2 separate regions of the Zea mays genome follow, and region 1 is linked to region 2. Evidence: chromatin contacts called from public Hi-C data. All regions are on one chromosome and are shown on one strand. Each heading gives the region's core, a stretch centred on a gene start, on an enhancer-like site or on the middle of the called end of the contact. The rest is flanking DNA. Distances are from core to core; before and after follow the strand shown.

Evidence for each region. Hi-C and Micro-C count contacts between places; a contact is called where the count stands out from the background.
Region 1: a contact with region 2 is called in a Hi-C map of tassel, with 2.1 times the contacts expected there. The contact joins the promoter of LOC103630738 here to the promoter of LOC103630734 in region 2. A contact is called at or near these places in 2 of 25 Hi-C or Micro-C datasets (bundle sheath and tassel).

What each region holds. Positions count from the first base shown.
Region 1 is chr6:176,260,900-176,268,248 of Zm-B73-REFERENCE-NAM-5.0, reverse strand. LOC103630738 (Putative WRKY DNA-binding domain superfamily protein) reads right to left here and starts at 5,620. Exons shown (of 3, transcript XM_008651793.2): 1 at 4,904-5,620; 2 at 3,472-3,621; 3 at 2,407-3,267. The coding sequence starts at 5,373. The coding sequence ends at 2,661.
Region 2 is chr6:176,031,015-176,037,839 of Zm-B73-REFERENCE-NAM-5.0, reverse strand. It overlaps LOC103630734 (probable E3 ubiquitin-protein ligase ZFP1), which reads right to left and starts at 3,613. Exons shown (of 6, transcript XM_008651779.3): 1 at 3,335-3,613; 2 at 1-463. The coding sequence starts at 388. LOC100191858 (splicing factor U2af subunit) reads right to left here. Exons shown (of 2, transcript NM_001137282.1): 2 at 5,705-6,825. The coding sequence ends at 6,033.

The DNA of each region.
Region 1 (7,349 bases), core at 4,371-6,870, 230 kb before region 2:
GTGGGCTAAAAACCCACGAAAATAAGCCTTAAACCGACGAAAATAGCCTATTTTCGTCGGCAGGCCGACGAAAATAGCCGCCGAAAATAAGTTCGACGAAAATACAGGCCGGTTAATGACTTATTTTCGTCGGTCTGGATGAGGCCGACGAAAATACGCCACTTATTTTCGTCGGCCTAGCTGCGGCCGACGAAAATATCACACATTTTCGTCGGTCCCGAGGCCGACGAAAATACCTTTCGTATTTTCGTGGGCCTGCCGACGAAAAGCTTCGTTGGCCGACGAAAATAGGACCCATTTTCGTCGGTCACTGTTGCCGACGAAAATAACATTGTATTTTCGTGGGCCGGCCGACGAAAATAGTCCGGCCCACGAAAATTTAGGTGTTTCCTGTAGTGGGTGGCCGGCCGCCGATCCATCCACGCCACGCGCGCGCTCACGGCCGCCATCGCTGTCGCCCACCGGTGGCTTGCAAACGCAGCTTCCAACTCCTCCCCCCGTCACAGCTCTGATCTCCAGCCCAGCACATTAATGAACCACCCCCAAGAAAACGCCGTACCCACACCCGCGGGCGCGGAGACGATGATGCACGTGCCATGCATCCTCGCCGTTTGTATAGCGCCAAGGATTAGCGAATCGAACGCCTAAACATAGGGGCCACTCAAATAACCGCGGGAACTAGCTGTAAGACGCGATCGAGGGGCCGGGCCGACGCGTGTCCTCGCCGTGGCGTATAAGTCCAAGTGGCGGTGGCGTCGTCTGACGCGTAGGACTACTACGCGCGCGAGCAAGGTTGACCGGCTGCTACCTCCTGGTCGATCGATTCCGATCCCTGTCCGGGCATTAATACGTGCCCAGGTCAGTCATTTGACCGGGATTAATCCGTCCATCCCCGCCCAATAATCAATGCGCAAACAAAACTTACCCATCCTAGTTCCTAGCTTAGCTTCTGCCGCCAAGTGTTTCCTTTTTTTAATTTCCCACCGAAATCTATGGGTCGACATTTTCGGTGTATTCTGTTTATTCGTACATATATAGATGCCGATCTCCCTTCCATTCCAATTTATAATTTGTTTGACTTTTCAATCCTAAATTTGACCACTCGTTTTATTCCAAAAATCGTGAAAAAACAAAAAAAAATTATTGTTGTTTTGTTTATTATTAAATATACTTTACATATGGTTATTTTTTTATTTTTTTGACCGATCCAAATTGAATTTATATGATGCATTTTTTATATATATATCACGATTGGCTGTGTCGACGTCCGACAAGAATTGTCTACGGATGAAAGTAGACATCCGCCCTGCTTCATTCGTACATACAAGGCTGCTGTCATGGGTGTATGGGCTGTGGGTGGCGATGGCGACGGAGGCAGCTGACTTTCCTTTGGTTCAAAGGCACCCGATCCATCCGGCCGCCGCCTGTTGACGATGACGACGATTAATGCATGACCACCGGTGGTGCAACCGCAGCTCCGAGCGAGCGAGCTACTTCTAGCTTAGCTAGGACTAGATAGCTGCCCTAATTATTAAGTCGCGTACGTGTTGAGCTAGCCCGTCTCCCGTCTGCATCCACGCTGACGCTGATGAATTTATTTTGATGCAATTATATGAAACCATGCATCGCAGACCCAGAACGAACCAACAATGCCATGAAGTACCCTATATATTAGGAATGTTAGGAGTAATATGAAGTAGTAGGGACCATTAGGAGTATATACGACGTCGCTGCACAAGGGGAAAAAATATATACGTGACCTGATCTGAACCGATGATATTTAACATGAGACAAACGAGATGATCTTTTTACCTCCGATCGACTACTACATGGTTGGTGTATTTCATGTCAAGTACACGGTCTATATGTGTACCGCGCACTACTACATGCATATGCACGGGAACACAATCGTCTTCGCATAGTCAAAGCGATAACGCCAACTGCCACTTTGGGTGCGCGCTCGCGCGCCTTACATTACATGTGCATGGTTCCTTTTTCTTTCTTTCTCCTTTCATTTTTAGTTCTTCACGACGCATGCCATGACGATGTATATGGTACTACTATACATACACAGAGAGGAGCACAGATGCGTCTAATGGAAAGGAGCAGCACGCGCACAGGTTTCAATCCATAAACAGAGAGGACGATCGTAATATATGCAGACGATGTGCGTGTTGATCCATAATAATTAATGGAAAGGAGCCTTCAGAAATTGACCTGGGCTATGCTGAAAACATGTGATCATATATATATGGCGCTGTGTGTCATGTGTTAATAAAGGAATCAAACGGCATAATTATAGTAGACTGTAGCCAGAGGAGTACCGCGACCGCTCAACGGTAGTCGTACTGCTGTACTACTACAGGCATGCGTGCCCTCCAGCTTTATAATTAATGACGAAATTTAAGCGCAAAGCTTTGATGATGAGCTCATTAATTAGTAATCAGGTACATGTACAACAAACTCGATCCTGGTACGTACTACTACTGATCGACGATGCTACTACGCTACTAGCTACGACCTCAGATCGCATCATCGTACAGGTGACAGCAAAAGTTAACAGCAACGTACCAAATCGCTCTGGCTATCATCATCGATGGCTAGCTCCCGATCGATCGATCGATCGTTCAAGGCAGAAAAACTCTCCGTGTCGTCATCATTCAGTGGTGGTGATGATGGTGGCCACCGTCGCTGCTGTGAACGAAGGGTGGGAACATGTCCTGCAGGAGCCCAGCGTAGTCCTGCGCCATGAAGTGCTGCATCCGGAGCGGAGCGCTAGCAGCAGCAGCAGGAGTTGCCGCCGCAGCGGTGGCAGTAGCAGTGGTACTACCGCCGGCCGCCGCTCCCACACCTGCGATGGCGGCAGCCCAGCCGTGCTGGTCGTCCGCCGCCAGCGCCACGTGGCCCGACATGGCGGCAGCGTTCACCTGCTGCAGCCCGGCGCCGCCGTCGCCGCCGACGGCCGCCATCAGCTGCTGCATGACGGCGCCGTGGTGGTGGGCCTGCTGCTGCAGGAGCCCGAGCGCGTCGAAGGCGTCATTGGCGCCGCCGAGCGCCGCCGGCACCCGGAGGTGGTGGTGGTGGTGGAGGCCGCTCATCGGGTGGTGCGCGGAGGCGGCGAGGAGGTGCGTGCTCCCGCGCAGCGTGGCGGGGATGGGGTGCGTATGCTTGCCCTCGTACGTGGTGATCACCACCGCCGCGTCCTGGTACGACCGCTCCACCCGCTTCTTCACCGGGCACTTCTGCGTCGTGCACCGGTAGTAGCTCCTGCGCGCCCATGCATCATATCGTTGCATTATTGTATCAGTCAGTACGACGTGGTCACCATATGCTCATTGCTGCTCGCTCGTGTCGTGTGGGAACCCTAGCTAGCTAGCTAATTCGTACGTGCATCATATATAGAGCTTTTGTGTAAAAAGAGAGGGAAAAAAAAGGGTACGCATATGTAGCATTATGTAGGTATGTATGTACCTCGGAAACGGGCTGTTCTTGACGGCTTTCTGGCCGTACTTGCGCCACCGGTAGCCGTCCTCGAGGTGATCGACCTCGCTCTTGGTCATGAACGCGAACCGTGGCTGCCGCGGCCGCTTCTCGCCCTTCACCTTCCCCTTGTTGGCCGCCCTGCGTGCAGACGACCCACATGCATACACACACACACATGCCAACATGCATTATTATTGGTCAATCAATCGTCTATTCAAAACTTTCGAACACACGTACAAGCGCTGGGCTGATTAATTTGAACGCCTTTTGCTAGCTAGCAAGCCAGCTTTTGGCCGGTGTGTGTATGTGCTACACGTGCTGCGTGTGCATACTAGTATACTACTAGTACAAACTAACGTACAAATCAAGAGACTGCACATTCAAACATGCATGGGTGCCGTGGAAGAGAGAGTCTACGTATGGACGTTCCGGCGCCGCCCACACATACATTTCCTCACGCCGACAGGTTCACACTAGAATTGACGGCCTGCATGCAGTCGTAGCGTTACGTTCTTGAGCTGAGCTCTGCTCGATTTCTGCTGGGATTAATTTGGAGATCCGTCGTCGTCACAGGTCGCGGCAAATTAAAAGGGGAAGTGTGGCAAAAGGCTAAGTCTCGGCCAAATTTATGGATCGGTTGGGCAATTTATGGCCAACGCACGCACAGAGGCTACCTGATTCGACTGGTTCTACATCGTCTGCTGATCTTAAATCATCCTTCCCGGGCGGGTGCGTGGTTAACTACGAAAGCGGCAGTTGGTGCAGTCAAATTGGATGTAGAGATGCCAAGAGCAAGACGAAAACCACCGGGACGATCTGTGAAGGAATCAAAAAAAGATGTTTGAAAACAAACACCGGCCGATCGATCAACTTTGGTGTATAAGTGTATAACGTACGTACTGCCCTATATAAATTAAAATAAGATCAAGACATCAAGTTCTTTTTTTGTTTTCTTTTTCTTGGGCATGCAGCATGCAGCGCATACTCAATGAGAAACCCTAGCAGGGTTCACACGCCTTGTCCAGATCAAAGGTGTTGGACGACAAAAGGAACACTGGGTATTATGTTATGCATGTGTGTGTGTGTGTGTGAACGGTGTGAACAAGCTAGATCGTCGGCCCGGCCAGTAAGGAATTACTCCAGATAGACCTGCATGCTCCAGATCGTCTTGAACGATTCGTGTTCTAAAAGATCAACGACAAATCCGATCCGATGAAAACTTTTCCAGCGCGCGATGAAGCTAGAACCTAAAAGCTTGAGAAATCAGACGGCTTAATATATATAGTACTTCAGCAAGTGAATATGTAGCACATCTATAGCTGACGATGTAATATAATCAAATAAAGAACTCCAAGCTAGATCCGGATCAGATAGATTTTTCGGATGAAGAGGTGACGGGGATCTGATGAGATGAACTCACCCTTTCTTGCTCTTCTCCTGCCCTTGCGCGTCTCCCTTGGCCGCCGCCGCGTCTCCGTCCTTGCTCTCGAACCCCTCCCCGTCGCCTTCCTCCTTCTTGGACTTGCCGGCGGTCGCCAACTCCTCGCCCGCCCCGGCGCCACAGGCCTCGCTGGACGTGGACGACATCGACATGCTGTTGGGCGTCAGCGGCGCCGTCGTCGTCGCTCCGGCGCCGCCGGTGGCCGCGGTGTCCACAAGAAGCTCCCTCTTGACTATCTCGTCAACGGTCGGCGGCACGTCGTCGAAGCCCGAAACGAAGGCGTCGCAGTCCAGAGGCGACGCCACCGCGTGCAGGTAGTCCATGAACCACGGCTGCTGCGTCGCTGGTGGTGCCGCGTCGGCCCGCTGGTGCTCGAACATCGCCGCCAGCTCGTCGTGGGACACGAAGTCCCCGGACAGCATGTGGTGGTCATGCCTGGCTCCCGACATGGTTGCTGGTTCGGCCGGCAGGAGCAGCAGCTGGTGGGCTACCTCTCCTCTCCTCAGATCAAGCCTCCGATCGAGCTGCGGCGCTGGTGGTCTCTAAGCTCTTCTAGTATAGATCGAGTATGGCGCAGTGGAGAGAAGGGTGAGGAAAGGGAGAGGTGTGTAAGCGAGGGAGCTAGCTTTGTAGAGTGTGATCGTGTGTGGGGAAAGGATCAGGAGAAGGAGAGATATGGGTGGTTGGGTGAGAGTGAGAGAGGGCTGGCTAATAAGTAATAAGGATGGCTAGCTAGTGGAGTAAATTAAACTGCCTTTTGGGATTATACTGCTTGATCATAAAGCTAATAATGGATTTATTTCCTTCAAGCCATAGTAACATATTATACACTCTCTTTTTACCAATTCGCATGCATGGGCAGTAGTCGGTGTCAGTTCTTATATATACTGTTTGACTTCGTTACCGCGCACACATCCCTTAGCAAATTGTTGGACCGCATGGAACATGCCAAACTTCTATCTTTTTTATTTGTGGACCGATCAGATTCTCCTGCTAGACTGTATATATAGTACACATACATATTATTGTTTCTGAAGGTAATAATACATGTTTTTGGGCACCCCATTTATTAATTTCTTATAATTCATTTGCAGTGAGACGTGGGATTTATTTGCAAGTGAATTAAATCTAAGACTATATATTCACAATAATGCAAGGTTTCATTACGTTGTTTCTATGAATAACACATCTATAAAACCGTGTATTATTTGTGGGTTTCATCTAAATGAAACTCTCCATCTCCCATAAAATCCTATCTCCCTCCTTAATATCTTTTTTCATCATATTATGAAACATGGCGGAACATTTATTTAATATGAAACCCAAACGAAGAAATCTCCACTAGAAATAGCATAAGCCCTTAACTGGTTACCTCCCTCGTGGAGCTGTTTGTTTCAGACAAGGATTTGTCTGGTTACCAACAGCGAAGCCAGCCAACCACACCAGTACTGGAGTTTTAGTTTAGCTGCTAGCGAGTGCAACTGCATACTGTACGCATCTGGTGAGTCAGCGACGGCTACCGGGTGCACCCAGTCACGTAGGTCAAACCGCCGCGCTACGTCAAACCGTTCAAACGCAGCCTCACCGCCACGTGTCCGTGCCGCTTTGACCGGCCCCACTCCTCCGACCCAGGTGCGCGCACCGGCTGACGCCAGCCTGACCCCGCCGGTGCCTAACCGACGCCTCCCGCGCCCGATCCCGATCCGACGGCGCCGCGCGGACGGAGCATCTAGCGGGCCACCACGGCGTGCGAGGCGGCCACCGCCGGCGGGCGGGCGGGCGGCGGCGAGAGATGCCTGGCGCCGCTCACTAGTACTAGTCTGGACGAATTAAAGCGAGCGAGCGAGTCCGCCCGCGCGCTGTCCGGCATGGACCGGGACAGCTCACGTCACGGCCGGACAGGTCGCAATGTTGGTTGGTCGCGGGCGGGCCGACCGCGGACCGCGCCGGGGCCTGCGACGGCGTATACGTGTACCGCGGCCTCCGGACTCCGGTTTCGTGCGCGTTTCGCCTGATTTGACGCGCGGGCGCGGGCGCGGGTGCGGGTGCGCTGCGTGCCCAGGCTGCCTGGCTGTGTTCTCTCGCGCGACTTGTGTGTTGTGCAGCAGTGCGCGGAGGAAAAGGTCCTGTTTGGCGTTGGCGCGGGCGGCCGCCGCGACGTCGACGCCTGTGGCGGCGGCGGCGGCGAGGTGGACACTGAGCCTAGTAGCCTCTCCTGTCTCGGTGCCTGCGTGTGTGGTGCAGGATCTCTCTCCGGCCGCCGCCGCATCATCCGTTGATGGTCTGCGTACCATGTGTCCCACCCCACTGCACGGTTTATAGCGCAGCGGATCCGAGTTCGCATTACTGCGATTTTTGACGCGATCGAGTTTTGACCAAATGACGCCTCGAGTTCAAGGAGGGTCAGGATTGACACCGTCGAAAT
Region 2 (6,825 bases), core at 2,364-4,863:
TCTCATCAATAGTTCCTGTGGGAACTTGATTATGTAAAGATGGTGGTAGCACACTGCCTAGTCCAAAGCTTTGAGTCTGAGGAATATATATGTTGACAGCTGCTGCTGACATGCTAGGGTTGTACATAGTAGTTGGGAAGACAAATCTTGATGTAACACCGGCATGTGGGTATGAATTATGAACATGCGGGCACTCATGATTCCGCAAATCACATATACCAACATTAGCAGTATTTCCTGGAACTCCCACAGCAACTTGCACACCCAGGTTGGATGAATCACTTGCAGTGCCTGCATAATAGGAACTTCCTGGTTGAACTTGGGCATGTCTTTGCTCCCATTCAGGATTAACAGACTGATGTGTCCAGAGCATATTTCTATGTGTCATGACGCCAAGTTCTATTTCCTTAAAGAAGAACTACTGCAAGTTTGGTCAGCAAATATCCTTTATCATCACCTCTCCCTGCAAACGAGATTTTTTACCAAACATGGTCAGCATTCAATCTAATATGGATAACAAGAGATGTAAATGCAAAGCACATCTTGTTTAATGATAGCAGACAGGATAATTCCAAGTACATGCTGAAGCTTGCAAGTGGGGACAAAATATTAACAAAATAAACTTGCACGGGACTGGGTCTAGGTAGCAGAAGATATTGAATAGCTCATATATAAGAAAAATGTAAAATAGTTTAATTCTTGCTGATATGAAGAGGCCTTGATAACTTGGTCCACAACCCTACAGGTAACAAAAATGTTCATTGGTTATATGAAGATGACTGTGTTTACTAAAGGCATTAACACTTGGTGTCATGCAACGTTTTTGTTACCTGTAGGGTAGAATGGTAACTAGTGTACAACTAGTTGATAGATAAGTGCCGACTAGTCACAACATTGGGACATGCAATTGGGGTCATTTTACAAAGCCTAATTTACAGTTACCTGGTGAACTAGTTTCTATTGCCTTCAAATCTTCCTGTAGTCAATTACTACGCTTCCACATAGTTAAACACATATCTGATGATGTTAATTACTAATCTGGCTATGATGCAATGTATCTAGTTTGTGACACGTTAATCCTACAATTACAATGTAGACCACTGGATGTGAAATGCTTGATCTGAACAAAATCCCAAACTTCAAACACACATTAAGAGAGTATGTAGTTCACTACATAAGAACTTAAACAGTCGCTAAAGAGAATCCATGCAGTTAGCAAAGGTAGCATGGGAAGAATAAAGAAAATCTGACAGAGAGACTCAAGCTTGCACTACATTGCAGGGGTAGAATGAAAAAAAAAAGAACAGAAAAAAGCATAGCAATCGAAGTATCATGTAACCAGGGTGTGTTCACTCATTGCTCCATGCTCCTACAAACAAAGGACGTGACACGATGCAAATTGGTAAACCTAAGTTTGGCCCACCGTGGACGAGATTGCCAAAGGAGAGGGAGGTAGTGGAAAGAGGGTGAAAGAGTACTCTAAAAGCAACAAATAAATTATTTTGTGGTTCCCCTCGTGTTGTGTCATGTGGACATCATACCCTCGCATCAACCATGTCCATCACAAACTCAAGGATGAGTTGTTTGACTTGGGGGAAGAGTAATTACGGGCATAGGTCCAAACAGTGAAACGACAATATGTAAGCTGCACAACAAGTTATGACAACTCATATAAACAATTACGACAATTCAGATTCCATGGTTGGGAATAAATTGATTGGTAAGCCATTTTAGTAATAGCTTGCCTTACTTGAAAGATTCAGCTTTTGCTTTACTTGTTTAAGAAGATTAGAGGCTTTCAGATGGGATGGGGTCGATAAATTTAGCAACCTAGCACATTTATTTACTTGTCCGTTACCGAGTCTGCGCCTTTCTTGGAGTTTGGCGTTTCTGTTCCTCTGTGCCCATCCGTGCCCTTGTTACGGAGCTTATATTGCAAAGTTAAGTTGTCGAGACTCATAAATCTAAAGCAACCACAAAAAGGATAGATTAAATGGCATTAACTTTGACGAGATGTTATATGGATATATGATTGCAAGCGCAACAACCCTACCAAACTCTTGTTGGCTAGTGTTGTAAACTCATTTGCAGAATGCATTGTCTTCCAGTGCAATATAGCAGGTAGGAAAAACCCTTTCCCCCTCAACAGACCCTAAAAAGGCCCAACAAAAAACTACCAAGATCCACAACACTAGCAACTGAAAAACTTCATACCCAAGTAGCAAATAACTGAAAACACTTGATTCTAAAATTGAAACAAAGAACGTGCTCTAACTAAATTCTTCAAACCAAACCTAAGCTCAGATACAACATTCAAAGTCCAAACCATTCCCTGATCATTAAAACCAAGTATCATTGCTAAGCAGCAATGAACACGACAGCAGGGCGGCACAGCTATCTCCTGTCCACATTCAACTAAGGGCTAGTTTGGAAGTACAAAAACCGGAGGGGATAAATATTCAATTTTCAATAAGAAGGGGATTTTAGCCCCTCTAATCCCCTCCGGTTTTGTTTTGTGGCTCCCAAATTAGCACTAAGGGTCTGCCATTCCCACGTGAAGTTATCCGGGGACTACCTAAAGCCTATGGGCGTGTTCGGCTGGCTACAAGCCGACACTGTTGCAGCTGTTTGGACTGCTGCAGCTGCAATCCATAGAGAGAAAAATACTGTAGAAGCCGCAGCCGCAGCCGGATTGCAGCCGCAGCAAGCCGCAGCGAACAAGCTGTATGCTGACCGTGGTTAGTAGAGTCTCAATCTGTACAACCATCCCAATCGAAGAAGAAGAAGAAAAAAAATACTACGCCGCACAAATTTTAAACGATATACGTCGACACCGCAAGTCCGAGTCCGCTGCTGCATGCATCACCAACAATGTTGACTCCGAGCTCCACACCACAGTACATCCCTGAACCATGAAGTTAGCTTGGCTCGCTGCGTATCGAACCGAGCCGAAGCACGCAGTTGCAGCACAGAATCCTTGTGGGACAAAAACAAAAACAAAAACCGTGCACCGACGGGACAAGCAAAATCCCTTCCTTCCTGCAGCTTCCCGCGACGGGCGCGGTCTGCAGCAGGAATGCCCCAACCAAACGCGACGCGCCCGAGGGCGTTCGAACGAGACCCCTCACACACTCACAGACAGGTCCTCGCAGCTGGCCGAACGCCCAATCGCGGCCCGAATCGGGGCGCCCGGGGACCCGATTCCTTCCCCGCCCCGCCCCGCGCCCCCGCGCGCGCGCAGACACAGTCGCACGGACGGGACACGGCGAGCTGGTCCGCAGCCCAGACAATTCGACGAGGAAGGTGGGGAACGAGGCGATTCGGGAAGCATCACCTCGGGACGGGACCGCGATCGGCGAGGGAGCTGGCTGTAGGAATCCGCGCCGGGGGGGGAGGAGAAGGGAGGGGAGGGGAGAGAAGCCTCGCGCTCGAGCGAGGGGGGAGGGGGGATGGAACGGAATCGGTTGGTGGAGGCGGTGGTATCCGGTGGGGGTGGGGGGGATCGGTCGACCGGCGGAAGGGTGCGACGGTACGGGTGGGTCGCGTACTTATAAGCGCGAGGAGCTTTTCGGGGACGGACGGAAGGAGAGGAAAAAATAGACCAGGAGGAGGAGGAGGAGGGCTGTCCTGTCTCAGTCTCACGCTTTTTTAATGGGTTTCTTTTTACTGTACTGTTTTGTTTGGACAAGGGGGTTGAGAAAAAAAAAAAGAGGGTGCGGTGTGATTCAAATCGCGTGCTCACGTTTTCCGTCTCGGGCCGCTTTTGCATCGGGGCCTCGGACAGCGCGGCTGCCAGTGCCATGCCATGCCCATGCCCATGCCGTCTTTTTTTAGCGCTGGCCGTGCTTATCTGTTCGTCTCTTCTGCTATTTATGCGTCAAACCAGCATATCCTTATCCTCCCAACCAATCTCTGTGTGCTCGTCGTGTCGTGTCACGTTGGCTCCTAAAACGAGCTACGGCGACGAAGCTTTCGGGAAAGAAGAGTACGTCTCCTTCTCGTGTGTGCTTTCAGAGAAGAGAAGGAGTCGCGGTGATCGTTTTTCCTTGGATCCGTTGTTGGCTGGCTCCTCATCCACTACAAGACTCCACTCTGCCTATCCTCTGCAAGTGGCTGCTGTGCAAACGCTACGCTTTACCACAGCTCGCCGATCGTTCGCTCTGTGCTGTCGTCCCCGTCGCCCGCGGCCAGTGCCCACGTCATGTCACTTTTACACCTGACCTTAGCGTGCCGCGCCGGCGCGGCGGATGGCGACAGTACATACAACTATACAAGCCTGTGTTGGTGGGCGCCGGCAGCCAGCAGAGTCTGGCGGCGCCGTGGCCACGCAACGCAACGGCTCTCGTGCGGCACATGGCCCGCGCCGCGCCCCCGATGGCTTTCTTTGGTCACGCGGCTTCGTCGCAGCCCCGGTGTGGCTGTGGTCTCGGCGCCTGGTTTCGCGGCGGCTGCGAGGAGACGACCACCGAGGACCAGGGTCCAGGGCCAGGGCCGCGCGCCGTTCACGTGCTCTATACTAGGTCCTCTCATCTCCGTCCTCGCCGCGGCTCCGACCGAGTAGCACTGCCTGGCGCGCTGCTCTTTTTTTTTCACCTGAGGCTACGTGATGGATTAGCTGAGACGGTAGAACCGTAGAGCAAAATGGAACATGAGAGTTTCAGACAGAGTATGGATGGATCGAGTTTACGGAATAAAAAAGAAACTATTGTCCGAAGGAGGATCTGATCCCTCGAGCAGGATATTCCCGAGGGAGATGCCAGGTGAGGGAATCTTCTTTTGTGAACGAGCTCGAGCGGATCTAAGGGCGAAAGGATTTCTACTTTCCCCCACCACTGTGGTTAGGGTTCAGGTTTTCTTCACGAAGGTTAGTTTGGGCAACCCCATTCTCCTAAATAATTTCTATTTTCTTAACGTAAATTCGTTTATTTTTCTTTGAAAAATGAAAATCTTCTGGAAGAATAGGGTTCCCAAACTAGCATAAAATCCGATGTTCTAAATCGTCAGCTCTTAAAACCGTTTAGAGATGATGCAAGTGCCCGCAGCTCAAAACTGTTTTAATTATCTTCCTACCTCAGTAGGGCTTTCGAACGGTTTTATTCTTTTCCACTTCCTCCGTGACTCTATTATAAACTATAGCATATTTTAAAAAAAATTAGACCCTCTCCATATTATATACAGATATAATGTATATTTAAATACAAAGTCAAAACCTACGTACTATATATAGAACCAGAAACGTAACCTGAAAGGCTGAAACGTCTCGAGGGAATGCTCTAAAAAAATCCACCTCTGACATGATCTTTTTTTTTCCAGCGAGTCGGGCTACACCGTGCAAAGTCAACTGTCCGTGGGTTTTGGTTTTCTACTCGGGCTACACACGTGCACAAATCACGAGTCAAATGAAGTTTGTTTAAGGCGCATATGTGATCTCACAGGATTGACACCGACAACATGCAGCGATATTGAAACAAGGATACCGCCATTGCCATTCCCTTCCATGTCATGGCCCTAACAGGACGAGCAGCCCTATTTTAAACTTCACTCGAAGTGAAACAATGCAAAACTAGAAACCACAGATTGCCATGAACCCAAGACAAAAGACAGCTCAAACTGAATAGAACCTGCTCCGTGCTACTGCACATAGTACAATGACGGCAGCCCAAGCACTGTCTAGGAGCATTGAGCAAAAATGAGAAGAGGGAAAACAAGAAATCCGCCATGGAACAGCATAACACACGACTGAAAGCCAGATGGCAAATCTAGTGACAAACCACAACTGACATCATCATAAGCTAATAGCACACCACAAAAGATTTGACACCAATTGTCAAAATAACATAATAGCAAAGGATCCGACACAACACAGATGGAAACAAATGATGTCTGGTTTAACCATAAAATGAACCGAGGAATCCTGATCTTAAAAGGTTTTACTTAGCCATGCAGAATGCAATCCACACAAGCATACTTAGAATATAGCGATGAGAGCCGGAGCTAAGCAACAAGTCCGGCAAACAGTAGCCACGGAGAGCTCACTGTTTTCCCTCCCGTTCACGGTTCCACTGCTCAATCTTGGCCCTTCGCTCCTCGCTGCTTTCCCTGACTGGGCTCCTTGCACGCCTTGAGGGGCTACCATGCCTGCGCCTTCCTCCATCATCATACCTGTCATGTCTGCCGCCTCTGCCTGCTCCATCATCATACCTGCCATGCCTGCCACCTCTGCCTGCTCCGTCATCGTACCTGTCATACCTGCTACCTCTTCCCCTTCCACCACCGCCGCCACCACGGTAGTCATCACGGTCACGGTGGTGGTAGTCATCACGGTCACGGTGGCCCCTCCTTTGTGGTGGCGGGCTTCGGCTTCGGCTTCTCCCATGGTACCTCCTGGAAGCAGAACGCCCATACAGCTTCCTCCTGAGATCCCTGCCAATTTGCTTCACATGCATGAAATTACAGTAGCCACCACGGTTGCAGCTGTTCTCCTCAAACTGCCTACAGGTTGCTTCACGGAAGTCGGTCACAGGAGAATACTCAACAATTATAGGGCGGCCAGAGTAAAAGCGCCCCTGAAGAGCATTGTATGCTGCGGCTGCTTGCTCTTCCTCCCTGAACTGGACATAGACATTCCCAATCATGTGGTCAGCAAGGTTATCACAAACATTCAGATTCTCAATCTCACCAAACTTCCCCAACTCCTCATAGATGTCCTCATAGAAGTCCTCAAAATGCTCCTGCATCTTCTCAGGGTCAATAGGTTGGCCTTGAGCATCAACTCCAGGGGTTATCATATCAGGGCGCTGATACATGTTAGCAAGCACAAGAGTT